Regions from separate parts of the Mus musculus genome. Here region 2 is linked to region 1. Evidence: chromatin contacts called from public HiChIP or PLAC-seq data. All regions are on one chromosome and are shown on one strand. The core of a region is the stretch at or near the end of the contact, and the rest is flanking DNA. Distances in the headings are between cores, read along the strand shown. Region 1 holds the start of B3galt6 (UDP-Gal:betaGal beta 1,3-galactosyltransferase, polypeptide 6). Region 2 has its middle 14 kb from the start of Gm52714.

Region 1 (4,634 bases), core at 1,343-3,842:
CCACTAGGCAGCTTTGACAAGAGCTACACCTCAGAAGCAAATCCACTGGCAGCCCACCCTGCAGTCCAGAATAGGCCTTGATATGCTAATGAACTAACCTTAAGGTGGCACTGATATGGCCGTGAACCCAAGGAAATGAGAACCCTGGGGATGGCCTGTCAATCGATCATACTGTCAATGTTCCTGTGACAAGGCTTCCATACCCTCCCATGTTGATACCTAAGGGACTTGAGACTCTCTTGGTGGCCCTGGCCTCAGTCACCCCGGAACTTCAGGTGCTGTTACTCCGCCCACTTAAGCCCGCCATTGACTGGCCACATGCTTACACTCTCAAGGACCTCCTTGGAGTCGGCCACAATTGATAACTGAAGGCCTTGACGGTGGGTGGTGGCTGAGAAGTATTCTGAAATGTATTCCCAGAGATCACACGGTGGAACCTGCTTGGTGAGACAGCTGCTTAACTTTTATATTAGCCCGATACTGTAAAGACTGTTGGTGTGAATAAACCACTTTGAAAGACAAACTTTGTGTGGACATTCTGATCCCAAGTGCCTTACAGTCCATACGCTCACACACCCTGAAAAGCTTTAAAAGTCATGTCTGTTCAGAAACAAACACACACACAAAAAGACTGATTTATGTGTAAACCTGAAAGAGAAATGGATAGTTTAAATATTCTTCTATGCTTTAAACACACCCAGAAGTGGGGTTGGCCACTTAGGCTGTTGACAGATTAATCCACAGATACAAAATCTGACACAAGTATTTTCCTTTAGTTAAAAATAAATTAAGACGTGCACTCCCAACTTAAAAAAATTTAAGGGTTTCTCTGCATAGTCCTGGCTATCCTGGACTCACTCTGTAGACCAGGCTGGCCTTGAACCCAGAGATTTGCCTGCCTCTGTAAATTCTTATCTATGCAAGCATACAATATTTATAAATAGGTCTAAGCAAACTGCATTATATTTATCAACCTCTATCCACTGAGACAAAAATTCTAACCTAGTTGACTTGAAAATCAAGTCAAACCTCATACTTGTCCATGACAAAAGATAAAAAACGGGAGACACAACAGAATGGAACTCTGTCTGAACAATACAAAGACAACTTTGACAAGTAACATTTTGAGATGAATTCAACACAGTCTGCAGGTGAGGCTGTGCAGAACAATCAAGATGGGCAGTGAGCTGCAGAGTTTGCAGAATGAGGGCACTCTAAACTCATCAAGTGAGGAGGCCCTTCCCTCACACTCCAGATGGCTGATAGGTGGCATTACATGGTCAGTGTGTGTGCATGTGTGTGTGTGTGTGCGCGCGCGTGCGCGCGCACGCGCTCAGATGCAATCTCCACATTCATAACCAGATGTCCTTGGGTAGGCCTTACACCAGACCACTAATGGCACCCTCAGTGGACTAGACATTGTTAGCTGTCTCTGGCCATCAGTCCCAAGGTCTCAACAGCAATTGGATAAACCAAGCTCAGCCCAGATCATTTATCAGATTGTTCAGGATGCTTGGCCTGTGTCAGGAGAGACCCCGGCACCTGCAGTGACATCAGGGAACGCCCTCCTTGCGCTGGCAGCACTGGGAGGGTGGAGCTGACCAGTCATAGACATAGGAAAGGCGCAACTGCACCTCATGCTTGCACAACCGGCCCTCATGCAGCAACATCTGTTGCTTCTCCAACATGTCCTCTGGGCTTTGCTTGTGTGTCACCAGATACTGATTGTTGCAGCCTCGAGATTTGTACTCCGTGTCGAAGCGTGGGTCGTGCTCCCGTTGCACATCCACTGGTGCCAGCCAGGTGCCCAGCGATACGTCTTCACTGTGCCACGCGCGCAGGTACTCGCGGCTGAGGCGCAGGTAATGCACCAGGTCCGCAGAAAGGACATAGCCACCGCCCAACGCGTAGGGCAGGTAGTAGTCGCAGAGTTGCCAGGCTGCTTCTCGCCAGCGACCTCCCGGCTTGACGCGCCCGCGCCCGGAAAAGAAGCCCCAGTAGAGGCGCCGGCGGCGTGCGGGCTCCCGTGCGCGTAGGTCCACCAGGATAGCGTCCAGGCGCGCAAAGGAGTCGTCGTCCGCCTTGAGCACGAACTCGAAGTCCACGCGCTCATCCAGCCAGGTCAGCATGGCCAGGACCTTGGCCGTGAGGTTCTCGTAGGCGTCGCGCAGGGCGGGCAGCAGCAGCAGGTCCCCGTGCTGCGCCTGCTCGAGCTCAAGAGCGCGCCGCTCCTCCGAGCCTAAGCCGCCAGTGCCCACGGCGAAGCGCGCCCACACGTCCTCGGGTCCGCCACGCCTCTCCGGTGCCAGCCACGTGCTGCGCACTGCGGTGCGGCGCTCGACCGCGCGGGGCGCACTGGCCACCAGCACCGCCAGGAAGGCCTTAGCGCGGGGCCGAGCGGCTCCGGAAGCGGAGGGCGTCTCGCCCTCGGAAGCGCAGCGCGCCAGGTACAACAGAGTGGTGCCGCAGAACGCCAGGCCGCCTAGGCCCAGCGCCACCCGGTGCCGCCAAGCGCGCCGGAATACCTTCATGCTGCGGGCGAGAGGCCGCCGAGGAGCGCAGGCGCGGACGCTGGAAGGCGCCTGCGCGACTCGGACGCTGGAAGGCGCCTGCGCGACTCGGAGGCTGGAAGGCGCCTGCGCGACTCGGAGGCTGGAAGGCGCCTGCGCGACTCGGAGACTGGAAGGCGCCTGCGCGACTCGACTCGGAGACTGGAAGGCGCCTGCGCGACTCGACTCGGAGACTGGAAGGCGCCTGCGCGACTCGGAGACTGGAAGGCTCGGAGGCTGGAAGGCGCCTGCGCGACTCGGACGCTGGAAGGCGCCTGCGCGACTCGGACGCTGGAAGGCGCCTGCGCGACTCGACTCGGACGCTGGAAGGCGCCTGCGCGACTCGGAGACTGGCGCGGCCGGTTAGGCCTGGTAACGTGGGAGGAGCCCCGAGGCGCACCGTGGCTGGGGGTTTCGACTCCCCGGAGCTGATATCCAGGGCGGCTTTGAAGGATAGGGCTGGGCCCAGAATGATTGACACGTGACCCCGCGCGCCATTCCTATTGGTTGCTTCGCAGAGGCTGCTTCCGCCCATAAGAAAGATGGCGGCTTCGAGATTCGTACCGGAGGCCGGGTGTTTTTTTCCCCACCGTTCCCGGTTGTCTTATTCGCCCCTTCCCGGAAGAAAGATGGCGGCGGCCTGAGCCGAGTTCTGCGTAAGACTTGGCGGGCGCCCAGACCCGGCGCATCAGAAGCCGGGGTGAGTGAGGGGTCCCTGCAGTCGCCGTGCGAGGGGCGGGCTTGGGAGGCCATTCGGGTAGCGTTCGAATCGCGCCAGGTCTGAGCCGGCTCGACCCCGCGGGCCGCCCTCTTCCTCGGCTGCTGCTTCCGGAACTCACTGCCGCGGGGGATCTGAGGCTCGGGGCTCTGTTACCGGCTGGCGTTGTGACCTCAACTTGTGGTCCAGCAGCATCTCTGCCTCGGTTTCCCCTTTGGTAAAACGTGCGCCATGAGTTCTAGTAGTGTGAGCTGGAAATGGAAGGCCTGGGTAAAACCTTCCTGCCCAGCCCGGGTTGGTGGGCGTTCTTCTCCGGTACTGTTCGGCGTAGTTCTTAAACCGACATTGCTTTTACTTACTGTTGTTGTTGTTGACGTTTTTCGAGACGAGCGAGCTTTCTCCGTGTAGCTCGGGCTGTGCTGGAGCTCACTCTGTAGACCAGAGTGGCTGCACTGGAACTCAGAGATCGCCTGCCTTTGCCTCCTTAGTGCTAGAATTAAAGGCTTTTTCTTTTCTTTTACTTAACTTTTTTTTTTTTCTTCCTGCCAGGCTTTATTTCTTTACATTCCTATTTTTGTGTTGCTGGAGGAGATCGAATCCAGCACCGTAAATGCTGGGCAAAGGCTCTACTACTGGGCTAAATCATCAGTCCACTACCAGCTTTTGGGCTGTTTTACACTGTTGGTTTTTAGACTTTGGTGGTCTTTTTTTTTTTCCCTTTCCTCTTTTGTTGTTGTTAGCGATAGGTTCCAGACAGGGTTTCATGTAGCCTGCCTGAACTTACTATGTAGCTGAGGCTGGCCTTGAACTATTGAGTCTACTGCCTGTAACTCGAAGCAAGCCTAGTCAGTCTGCTTGGCAAGTTCCTGGCCAACCAAGGCTTCATTGTGAGACCCTGTCTCAAAACAAAACAAAAAAGCAAAAGAAACAAAATATATAGTTTGATTTCATCAGAATTATAATGTAAGGATGGCAAAGAAGTACAGATATTCCCCCAGCCACCCTGTGTATTCCTGAAACCTAGGTGGAACTAAGTCCTGAGTAGACTGTTATAGGTACAGCAAATTTTAATTTAGAAATTAGGCCCAGGTAGAGATTAACAAATGATCATAAAACAGTTGTGACTTTGACAAATAGAATGCCATCTGACTTCGATTGATGGCAAATCAAGGGGTATCATTGTCACCTCCACTACAGGTGTCACTAGCATTCCTTTTTACTACTGGTTGGAAACTGATATGTGTAGAAGCTATGACAAGATGAAACTCCTGAGTTTCATGCCTGTTTTCTTCTCCTTGTATTCTTACACCCGTCTCCTCATCATTCCGGGGCAAATCCTTGAGCATTTCCCAGAATTCTCTCTACCC
Region 2 (4,862 bases), core at 546-3,045, 85 kb after region 1:
CATGCACATGCATGTGCACACAACCACACAAAAACATACATTGGAACCCAGAGCCTAGGACTTATCAAACATGCACTCGAGCATTGACATCTACATTCTCAGCTCCTATAGATGACACATCAACACTAAAAAGCCCAGAACTGGAAGCCTTCCCTTCTATCTAGGGAGTCTTCACGATAATTCAGTAGTTTGACTAATAACCAGTAAGCTAAGAGGGCTTTGGCCCCATCCTTGGGAGCTGCAGTGAGGTGAGAGGGAGTCCTCTGGACAAGCCCCACCCTAGGCTGTGAAAGGGAAACTGATCCTAGGGTTAAGGTGACTTTAGAATCAATGGGTGATTGTTCCAAATTCCAGGTAGGTGTCTCTCACTCCTGCCAGCCATCCAGGCCCCTATCTAGTCTCTATTTACCCCACATGGCCACATACTATGAAGACCTTTGGGAGGGTTGCTGTGTATCCAAGAAGGACACAGCCCCTCCTGTCAGGGTTTTCAGAGAAACAGAGACTGTCAGGTTAAAAGACCTTCCTCTGAATTGCTGTGAGGTTTTCCACATTCTATAGTTCTTGGAAAACAAACTAGCATACCTAAGGCCAGTGGGCTATAGGAACAGAGACCACCCTTTCTGTGCTCCAGGGAGGGCTTCTCACATGCACGCTGCAGCACTTCCGTACAAGGCCCTCAACGGCTTCCTCCTGACCTACCTCCCTCTTTCCTTCCTATGCCTGTCTTAATTCCTCTGCGTCCTCAGGAATGAATAAAATTGCTAACATTCAGTGCCTGGATGTACAGAAAGCAATTTGGGGGAGGGGGAGAGCTTCCTGTAGGAATGGGGACTAGCCTGCCTGCCCATGTTAGAGAAAATGGAGCTGTTGAGATAAGAAAACCTTGGTAAATCCTCCAACTGGAACAGGTCATCAGCAGGTCATGAGGGCCCAAGATCTGTAGAGACCACAGGAAAACAAAGTCTTGTCGCCTAGATTTTTGTTTTTGTTTGTGTGGCTGTCCTATTCCTTTGCCCCAGGCCAGCAGGAGGCAGAAAGCCCATAAAAGAGAGTGCACCAGGAAGTGGCTCTTTAGAATCTATGCTGAGGCCGAGAGCTTTTAAGTAATATCACTTGGCTCAGACGTTAGAGCACATACGTGCTCTCAGTAAGGGAGGGTGTTTATGTTTGAGCACGCATGACTATGTATGCCTGTGTATATGTGTTTTGTGAATGTGAACAGGAGGAGCCCAGTGGCTAACGCACAGAACAAGAGGACTGGGGGTGCCCCCAGAAAAGGGAGCATGCCTTTCTTTTCCCTTGGGGACAGAGGAACACCCACCCCCACCCCCCATCACGGCTCCTCCTTCCTCCAGGCCAGGAGCTAGTTGGGGCGACTGCTACCCTTGATGACAGGAGTATAAACCTAAGGATGTGCCATGAAATAAGTGAAGTGGGGATAAAGCAGCTCTCCATTAAACCCCTTCCCGGAAACCTTTCCCTCTGTCTGAGGAGTCCCCACTATCTAGCTCAGCGGTCAAGCGAACCAACTAACGGGGAAGCTGGGAGGGCTGCAAGCCCCGGCCTCGGAAGCCACAGAAAAGGGAGGGAGCGGCCACTATCAAAGCACCGCCTCGTGTTCGGAAACTGCTCCTAGGGTTGGGGTGACTTGGACGCAACGGGTGCTTGCTTGCCTTCCAAATTCCAGGAGGGCAGCCCCTCCCTCCTGCTGGAGGTCCCTAGCTAGTGGGACCCTTCTCCACCAGGGCGGCGCGCTCTGAAGACCTGTGCACCCGGGAGGACGCTGGCCCCCGGCTAGGGCTTCCGCGGAGCCGAGGCCAGCCCAGGGCGGGCAGGGCGGTCCCAGGCGCGCACCTGGCGTTTCTGGTTTCCTCCTGTGACGATGGCTCCCAGCCAACTCGAACTCAGAAGGGACGGAAGGAGAGTACGCCGTCGAGCTCCCCACCCACTGTCCGCTGCCAACCAGGAGCTGGGCGGGGCTGGAGAAGCCGGCGCAGGTGCCCGCCGCTGAATTGGGGACACGAGCCCCCTATCCAACCCGGCCCTGCGCCCAGCTCTTAACTGATGCGCACAGGGCGGCGGCGGGGTCCCGGCCTGGGACTGTGCGTTTCTAGTCGGTCTCCTGGCCCAAGCAGGCTCTTCCCGCGCCAGGCAGCGGGAAAGGAAGGGGTCACCGGCCAGGAGACCGCAGGAGACCGCGCCTTTGTTTGCTTGACATCCCCACCTGTGCCCAATTAACGCGGACAAATGAGGGCGAACTGGATTGTGTGAGCGCAACCAAAAATAAGAATTGGCCCCAGGGAGTGGCTAGATCCTTCAGCCACACGGGCGCCTGGCCCAGCAGCTGCCCCTCTGCCTCACACCTTGGAGAATTTTAAGATTCAGTACTCCAGACCCTACTCTTCAGGCAGTTTTCTGTGTGTACCATCCGTTCCTGCCCCCTTCCAGGCCTAGGGCCTCTTCATCCCCCATGATGGATGTTTCCTTCCATTTTCCCCGTCCAAAGAGTGACAGGATGGACTAATTCATAGGGAACTTGGGGCGTAGAGAATAGAGAGATGAGGGAGATGCACACTACCCCGCCCCCCAGCTCTAGACGTTTAAAACCCTTTTCTCCCTCAACCAGAATATCCCTGACCCCCCCCCCCCCCAATTCTCTCTGACCTTGCACATCAGCTTTCTCCTAAAACCCATCAGTCCTAGTTTATCCTCCTGGTGTGAACTTTGAGGCTCTTCCCCAGGACAAGGTCATTGGACACCCACCTGCCCTACAAGAGCCTACATGATACTTATCTTCCACGTATTCTGAGTCCCCCCCCCCTTAGAGGGTTATTTATTTTATGTATATGAGTACACTGTAGCTGCCTTCAGACACACCGGAGGAGAGCATCAGATGCCACTACACATGATTGTGACATGTGGTTGCTGGGAATTGAACTCAGGACCTCTGGAAGAGCAGTCAGTGCTCTTAACCGCTGAGCCATCTCTCCAGTCCCTTGCCCACCTCTTAAAATCTGCTGTCTCACACCACAGGCATAGGCTTGAGCTACCCCTCTCACCCACTTGTCTAACAGGATGCTAAGAGACTGGCTCCCTTTTGTCTTTTTTTTTTTTTTTTTTTTAATAAATTCTTTTTTTTTTTTTTTTAAAGATTTATTTATTTATTTATTATATGTAAGTACATTGTAGCTGTCCTCAGACACACCAGAAGAGGGCGTCAGATCTCGTTACGGATGGTTGTGAGCCACCATGTGGTTGCTGGGATTTGAACTTCGGACCTTCGGAAGAGCAGTCGGGTGCTCTTACCCACTGAGCCATCTCACCAGCCCTCCCTTTTGTCTTAATAGTTCTCAGGAAGGGTAGGAATTGCTGTTCTCCAGCCTGTACGGGGCATTCATTATCAGGCAGTCAGAGTCCACATACACAGCCCAGGACCTACTCTCTGATGTGGGCTCAGACCCCTGCATGGAGGAAAACATTTCTAATTTTGAAATTAAAAACTAAGATCTGGGGATATGATAGAGTACTTGCCTAGCACTGGGTTCAATCCCTAGCAATTTTAACATAAAACAAAAAAAGAATAACAAAAAGATAGGATTTAAAAATGTAAAACTCAAATTTCTAGAAGTCAGGCCTTTGAGCAGTAGAATCCTTGTACAAGGTCCACATGATGACAGCTACCATCAGATAAGGTGTAGGTAGGAACGAAAAAACACCGATAATCTCACATTTCGAGGTTAGAAAGTTCTAGAAGGTCCTACAATGTGAAGTCTATGGTCATTGGGCACTTTTGGGACCATCCCCATTCCTACTCCCTGGGGAGGTAGCAAAACCTCCCTCCTGGTCCTGTCCAGGAGATAGATGTGTATGTATGTATGTATGTATGTATGTATGTATTTATGTATGTATTTATGTATGTATTTATGTATGTATGTATGTAATCCAGGTTCAAAGCATTTGGCATCCAGAATGCCAGCAGCTTCTGTCCTAGTCAGCAGAGTGGTTGAGAGGAGAAAAGGGGACAGTGACCTTAGGATGCCACTAGAGGCTCTTGGGGCGTTAGGGGTGGGAAGACACCTATTTTAAGAGGTAGGACTATGACTTGATGATATCTAGTGTACAGTCTGAAGCCTTTGAAGGCAAAACACAGGTCAGCTTGGGGAGTGAAGTCATTGATTTAAAAGAAACTCCAAGAAGCCAGTCAGTTCCTCTTGGGCCTTGTGGGAACCTGTTAAAGAAGCCATGTCCCTCGAGTGGCTTCAAATGTTGCCTTGATGAAGCAGCTGGAGATGAGGCAAAGCTACACCTGGGACCCAGGGTGGTGACATGGAAAAGGAGAGGGACACAGAACTGAGGGCATGGTACTATACAAACTTGTTCAGGCCTTTGTGAAGTAAGGACTCCAGTCAGTCAAGATCATTGAGCAAGAATATGTGCTTAGACAGATCCTGGAGACCCATGGATAGAGAGAGGGGTGGCACTATTTGTTGGAGATGAGAGCTTGCATGTGAGAGAATCCCTAGTGACAAGAACAGGAAGATCTTGCAGCTGCTAAGATAGCCTAAGGCTTTGCAAAGATGAGAAGGTGAAGAGTTCAAGATAGCAGTGACCAGACAGGAATAACGAGGGTGTGACTTGAGGCCTCAGGGCTTCAGGGACTCCTTCAGAGAGCAGGCCTCTGCCACACTGATCAGCTAGGAGTTCTCCAGTAAAGGTTCCACCTACAGTCATCACCAGCCATGGAGTGGTAAAGTAGATTTCCACTCTCCATCCTGCTTTCCCAAGTCTTAGAAGACCCCCCCCTCCACTTCCCACCAAATGTCCTCTCTACGTTGCCTTCCTTCACCATCTACCTCTAA

The links. HiChIP or PLAC-seq counts read pairs in DNA pulled down with a chosen protein or histone mark.
Region 2: a contact with region 1 is called in an H3K4me3 HiChIP or PLAC-seq map of the SCID.adh cell line, with 14 read pairs. The contact joins the enhancer-like site here to the promoter of B3galt6 in region 1. A contact is called at or near these places in 2 of 484 Hi-C or Micro-C datasets (embryonic retina and embryonic stem cells), 11 of 115 datasets of contacts at active chromatin or transcription factors (the 230-238 cell line, CD8 T cells, the SCID.adh cell line and 7 more) and 2 of 9 other capture datasets (adipose tissue and pancreatic islet).

What each region holds. Positions count from the first base shown.
Region 1 is chr4:155,990,086-155,994,719 of GRCm38.p6, forward strand. B3galt6 (UDP-Gal:betaGal beta 1,3-galactosyltransferase, polypeptide 6) reads right to left here and starts at 2,593. Exons shown (of 1, transcript NM_080445.4): 1 at 1-2,593. The coding sequence starts at 2,531. The coding sequence ends at 1,554. Sdf4 (stromal cell derived factor 4) reads left to right here and starts at 2,758. Exons shown (of 7, transcript NM_011341.5): 1 at 2,758-3,249.
Region 2 is chr4:156,076,001-156,080,862 of GRCm38.p6, forward strand. No RefSeq gene overlaps it. Among named protein-coding and RNA genes, the nearest start is that of Gm52714, 14 kb to the left of the region's middle. Within about 2 kb of position 1,796, at least 212 of the 459 cell types and tissues checked have an H3K27ac peak or open chromatin away from gene starts, as enhancers often do. A contact at or near this core is called in the 230-238 cell line, CD8 T cells, the SCID.adh cell line and 4 more, where this site is marked.